Regions from separate parts of the Zea mays genome. Here region 2 is linked to region 1. Evidence: chromatin contacts called from public Hi-C data. All regions are on one chromosome and are shown on one strand. Each heading gives the region's core, a stretch centred on a gene start, on an enhancer-like site or on the middle of the called end of the contact. The rest is flanking DNA. Distances are from core to core; before and after follow the strand shown. Region 1 holds the start of LOC100282926. Region 2 holds the start of LOC100216818.

The links. Hi-C and Micro-C count contacts between places; a contact is called where the count stands out from the background.
Region 2: a contact with region 1 is called in a Hi-C map of ear, with 2.4 times the contacts expected there. The contact joins the promoter of LOC100216818 here to the promoter of LOC100282926 in region 1. A contact is called at or near these places in 7 of 25 Hi-C or Micro-C datasets (ear, leaf and tassel) and 1 of 3 datasets of contacts at active chromatin or transcription factors (leaf).

What each region holds. Positions count from the first base shown.
Region 1 is chr1:260,553,093-260,556,268 of Zm-B73-REFERENCE-NAM-5.0, forward strand. It overlaps LOC100282926, which reads right to left and starts at 1,680. Exons shown (of 16, transcript NM_001155831.2): 1 at 1,133-1,680; 2 at 894-1,024. The coding sequence starts at 1,266.
Region 2 is chr1:260,703,672-260,706,636 of Zm-B73-REFERENCE-NAM-5.0, forward strand. It overlaps LOC100216818, which reads right to left and starts at 1,438. Exons shown (of 6, transcript NM_001143214.1): 1 at 931-1,438; 2 at 515-591; 3 at 32-80. The coding sequence starts at 1,333.

The DNA.
Region 1 (3,176 bases), core at 430-2,929:
GGACTAAAAGGCTCTATTGTTGTTGCTGTTGTTGTATGGTTCTAATAGTACTTTATATGTTCAGATGTGCTCTAGAGGCATGGTTACTCATAGGATTAACCATGAAAAGTAACTTTGAAGGTAAAGACCTGGTTGCAGACCATTCAGGACAAAATCTATACTGGTGGTTAGTCGTATCAGAAAATGGTGCAGAGAGTAAAAACTCCATGTTTCGTGGAGCTTTTTTGCGATCCCAAACTATCTTGTTTTATTTTCATTAACTTTAATTTGGAAACACTTACATAACCAGAGCAGGGGAGCCAAAAAGTCCATCCCCAATGCATTTGCCATTTTATAGATGAAATAGATATGGCTATTCAAGGAAATCTTAAACTGAATAGCAACTGAGGTAAACTAATTTCTAATCGCAACGCTTTTCTGTGTAAGACATTTTTTCTTCTGTATCTGTGACTGCATTTAATGAAAGCAGGGAAATCAGCAGAAGCTGTATTAGATCATAAATGCTACCCAACCCCAAGCTAACAAGTTGCTGAAGGTAACCAGCTGAGTAGCTCAACGCCTCAACTATAGTTTCTTGTTCAATTTAAGCCAGGGGATGCAACCTACTTTTTGCTATTACGGAGTTTGTTAAAACCATGTGCCTACGGTATTTGGCTTAAGAGGAATATAAACTATAGATTTTCACACTACAAGTCATGGTTTCTGAAATTCTGTAACTTAAAATCAAACAGTTAAGTAGGTTTCACACTACCGTATTCAATTGCTCTAGAAATTGAAGAATAGGGTAAAGTCATGAATTTCTGGTACTGCTGCTAGCTTACAATTCTAAACGATCTAAATAGATTCAACCTTCATTAAACAGCAAGTAAAAGAATGAAAAGAGCAAAGTTAACCTGGCAATGCCAAAGCTGTTGAAGATGGCGGCGCAGGACCCTTGCCCTGCCCACCGCGCCCCTGCTCCGGCGTGAGGTCCTTCACCGCACCGTACTCCGCACTCACCTTGCACCCAGTACGAATCCGCTTGCTGCACCACCGCCGCCGCAGCAAGATCAAGAGAATACGCAGTTAGAATCCCTGATAGGATTTTGAACCACCCGAGGAAAGAACAGAGTTAACAGCTAAGCGAGGTTACCTCTCGGCGTCGGGCGTGAAGAGGAGGGCGTGCGCCGGGGCGAAGAGGTCCAGGGACCGCTTGAGCGACCGGAGGCTCAGCTTCTTCAGAGACTGCGGTTCCACAGGGGGGCCATCCGCCGCCGCCGTTGCCATTAGTGTTAGAAAAGGCGCTATTCCGCGCCCTCCTTCCGCGCTTATACGCTGGGCGACGGGGTACTGCCTTGCCTCGGGGGTAGGCGGTTACCTATGCGGCGCCCAACTGTTGCCGGCGAAAGGTGGCCAGATCCTGCCTGCCAAGGCAGGGATGCACGGGGGCGTAGCGGAGGTCCGGCGACGATGCAGGAGGAGCTAACGTGCGGCAGCGGCGGCTGGTGGGAGAAGAGGCGGCCGGATGGGCGACGGACAGACGGAGGAGACCGAAGGTATGGGTTTCGAGCGGAGGTTGGAGGCGGGATTCAGTGTCGGTCGGAGGGGGCGCCTCGCGCCTGCTAGCGGATGGAGAAAGGATAGAGGAGCCGCCAAACCCTAGAACGTCAGATGGCAGAAGGCGGGTAATTTGCTTGCAAGGCCAGGGCAATCTTGGAACGTAATGATCACTCAGGGCTAGATTGGAAGCATAATAAAACCAAAGGTAATTTGAGGGGCTAGATTTTGAACAAGAATGAGAATCTAGCCCCTCTAATCCTCTGGTTTTATCGCTCGCAAACTAGTCCTGATGGTTGCTCACAACTAAGACGAGAACGAACAGAAACAGTCTGAACCCTCTCTCGTTTCTGTTACATATTTTTTTACCGAGAACGGGAGCGGTATAGCCGGAAATGGTTGCGAGATATACGGTTACACGAAAACAGATTAAAACAAACAGATATTGTCGGCGTTTCGACCCCGGGGGTCCCTGGACCGACGAGTAAATTGTCGCTGCGTGTCCCAGCCCAGATGGGTCGGCGCGAGACGGAACACAAGGGGGAAACAATAAGGGGAATCGCGGCCTCGTGTTGTCCTGCGCTCAGGACGGATGCGCTTGTAGTAGGGGGTTACAAGCGTTCGCGAGGGAGAGAGAGAGAGCCTGTGCGTCAGCCCGTCCTCCCGCGCGGCCACCTTCTCGTATGAGGGCCCTGGACCTTCCTTTTATAGATGTAAGGAGAGGGTCCAGGTGTACAACAGGGAGTGTAGCAATGTGCTAACGTGTCTAGCAGGGAGGAGCCAGAGTCCTATGTACATGCTGACGTGGCTGTTGGAGAGGCGTTGTTGCCCTGTTCATGTGACGTGGCCGTCGGAGGAGCGCTTGAGCCCTGTGGAAGCACAGCTGTCGGGTGCTGTCAGATCCTTGCTGACGTCTCCTTGCTTCCGTAAGGGGCCGAGAACTGTCGTCGTCATGGAGCACGCGGGGTGCCATATTCCTCGTAGCCTGAGCTAGCTAGGGATAGGGTAATGATGGGCCCCCCTATAGCGTGGTCGGTCCGAGCCCAAGGTCGGGCGAGGCGGTGATTCTTCCGAGGTCGAGGCTGAGTCCGAGCCCTGGGGTCGGGCGAGGCGGAGACCGTCGTCCGAGGTCGAGGCTGAGTCCGAGCCCTGGGGTCGGGCGAGGCGGAGTCCGTCTTCCGAGGTCGAGGTGGAGTCCGAGCCCTGGGGTCGGGCGAGGTGGAGTCCGTCTTCCGGTGTCGAGGTTGAGTCCGAGCCCTGGGGTCGGGTGAGGCGGAGCTTCCTATGGCGCCCGAGGCTGGACTTGGCTGCTGTCACTCTCACCCTGGCGGGTGGCACAGCAGTCGGAGCAGGGCAGGCGGCGTTGTTTTCCTGTCAAGTCAGTCAGTGGAGGGGCGAAGTGACTGCGGTCACTTCGGCCTTGTCGACTGAGGAGCGTGCGTCAGGATAAGGTGTCAGGCGATCCTTGCATTGAATGCTCCTGCGATCCGGTCGGCTGGCGAGGCGATCTGGCCAAGGTTGCTTCTCCGCGAAGCCTGCCCGAGCTGGGCCTCGGGCGAGTCGAAGGTGTGCCTGTTGCTTGAGGGAACCCTCGGGCGAGACGTGAATCCTCCTGGGTCGGCTGTCTTTGCCCGAGGCTG
Region 2 (2,965 bases), core at 188-2,687, 150 kb after region 1:
GAATATCAACTCAGGAAAAGAAATGTTTTACCTGCAGCACATGATCTGTCTGCCGTCGTTCCCTTCACTGTTCGATACATCTGCATCAACAAGTAAAGCAAATAAGAAAAGGACGCCATGCAAAAGATTAGACTGATCCTTGTGTGCTGCCATTTAATTAATTGGTTTACTCTTGCAACGCGCTAAGGAAAGGAAACATTAGTTCGTTGTGGTTGATATATATATATATATATATAGTACTGGTTAAATGATGATTCGGATGGAAGAGACAAGTATTTGGCGACAACTACAAGCAATGCCAAGAAGGGAAAGGTGAATGGGGGCTGCTCAAGAGATCGTCAAACTGTGATATCTTTTTGTTTGGTTCTTGAGTCTCGCGACATGGGAAATACTATTGAGTACCAAAATCTACTGGAGATCGAGAAAGAGAGAGAGAGAAGAGAGAGAGAGAGAGAGAGAGAGAGAGAGAGAGAGAGAGAGAGAGAGATTGTATATTGAGGTTCTTGTAACTTGCCTGCAAGTGGCTCTTAACATGAGCCAATGTGAGATCCTTAACGTTCATCAGCTCCAGCACTGACTTTGGCGTTGCTCCTAGAAAGAAAGGTACAATAATTCTGAATTTGTAACAAAAATGAAACTGAAACCTCGAGACTGGCAGTTCAGTGAAGTGTGTGCAAACGCTACAATTTAATTAAGTGGAAAGCAAGAAAAACAAACAAAAGCAATGCAAGGTAACAATATTTCCCCACTATGAGCTATGCACAAGAGAGACCGGATCATCATGTCGTTATATATATTAACGGCAAAAGCGTAGGACCAACGAACTGAAGCACACAATTAATCGATTGACTAACAATTGAACAGAACATTGGTGAGAATGTATATATGGAAGGCAAGCAACAAGCAAGGACGTCGCGTCGACGAGCGTACTCTCATGGCCGCCAAGGAGCTCTACGGCATGGACGAAGTGTGCATGAAGAGCCGTGGTCCACCTCATCCTCGGCGCTCTGGAGCTCCTCTTCCCGCCCCCGCTGTTGCCGTTCCCAGATCTCGTCGTGCCTCCTCCGGCAGATAACAACGCCGCCGACGATGACGAGGTTTTCTTGAACCTCTGGATCTGGCTAGGCTGCTGGTGCAGTCGCTGCCGCTGCTGCTGCTGGACGTCGTCGCATTGGCCATCCTGATCATGCGCCGCCGCCGTCGTCGTCTGAACGAGTCCGAGGCACAACGTCTGCTTGGAGAAGAGCACGTCACTGCTCCTAGCATCATCGGGCGGCGAGGGAGGGCTGATATGCAGCGAGAGGTCGGGGGCTGCGGCAGTAGTAGTAGCCATTGCAACAACAAGCTTCTGCTGCTGGCCTGCTGCACTTGTGAATTGGCAGCAGATGGAGCCCTTGCCGCCTGTTCTTGCTCGAGGGGGAGGGAATGGATCTTGGTGATTAGGTCATGAGTGGCGTATGGCATATGGTTCTTATTGTATATAGGGCGGGGTGTTGCGGCGTCTGTTGTGCGTGTGGGTGATGAGGAGCAAAGTTTAATTTGGTAATACTATACTTGCTGGTACAATTATGGAGGGGGATAGCCGGCCCCCATCAGCTAGGTGTGGAGAGTATTATGCTAACGAGAGAGAGGGAGAGAGAGATGAAATGCGTGGAGAGCTAGGTGAGGTGGAGCAGGCACCAATATAATATATGTTTATTTATTTTATTCTTCTTCTTGTGTACGTACGTGCCGTTTTGAGGGTACAGCGTAAATAGCACAGAGACATGGTCCAAACCGATGGATGGGATGCATGGACTGAGAAACTGATTTGACATGGTATGTGCACCTCTCTCTCTCTCTCTCTCTCTCTCTCTCTCTCTCTCTCTCTCTGAGCTAGTGAATGTGTCGTTTATATTGTATGTACTACTGGCTCCAGCATATTCTTTCCTCACTATGCATTTAGTCAAGTGGCAGGAGGACACGTACGGTATTTCTTTGGACATGCGTATCGATCGTGTTACAAAAGGTAAAACTGTACTAGGAATATATCAAAAGTGAGAACTGAATGTGCTCTGTATTATAACTAGGAGAGCAAGCTAGCTAGGAGTGTAATGTGCCAGCTGTGTGGGCGCACGCACTGGTTTACCCAAAATATTCATATTAATTGCATATATAAAACCACAGGAAGAGAGAGAAGTTTGGGTATGGAAATAATTATAGCATGTTTGGTTTTAGAAATGAGTTAGTCCGTTATTTTCTCACGCCCTTCACTTTCTTGTTTGGTTTGTACAATAGAATGAGTTGATCCATGGTCATTTCATTTCTCACATGCCAATAATTAGCAATAATATGAGCAATAAGTTTAATTCCACCAAAATTTTGAAATAGACTTATGATGCATCACCTCATCTAAAATTGATTGTTTCTTTAAACTAAATACTCGTTGAAGAGATGCTCGGTTTGATATGGATTGAGAAGTATTGAGGGGATTAAATGTCCTCTTATTCAAATTTTAATAGGAGGAGATTTAGTCCCATCTAATACCCCAAAATCTACTTCTTACCGAATAAACTAAAATCGTAGAAACTTCAGCTAGTCAAGAAAATATTGGTGGGTGTGCTGAACCGATTTAGGTTATGTCTGGTTCTAGCTATCTAGCTATAGCCAAGACAAATTTTGACATGCTACCGTTTAATTAATTAGTTTCAGACCAAGATTTGGCTACCCTACAGTAAACATGGAAATTGGGTATTCAAGTATTCAACGGGCGGGATAATCGCCAGCACCAATTTGGCCGGCTGCATGGCCATGCACCAAGATGAGGTGTTAAGCTGCTTTGTTGCACGTGCATCGAGATTGTGAATTAGAAAATTTTAACTGAAAATATCTAGTAAACAAATATCAAATCTATAAAAAAATTCGCCACGTTATTTTTTAATATGATTTGATCTACAAAACGAGATCATGGCGTGCAAAAACAGTA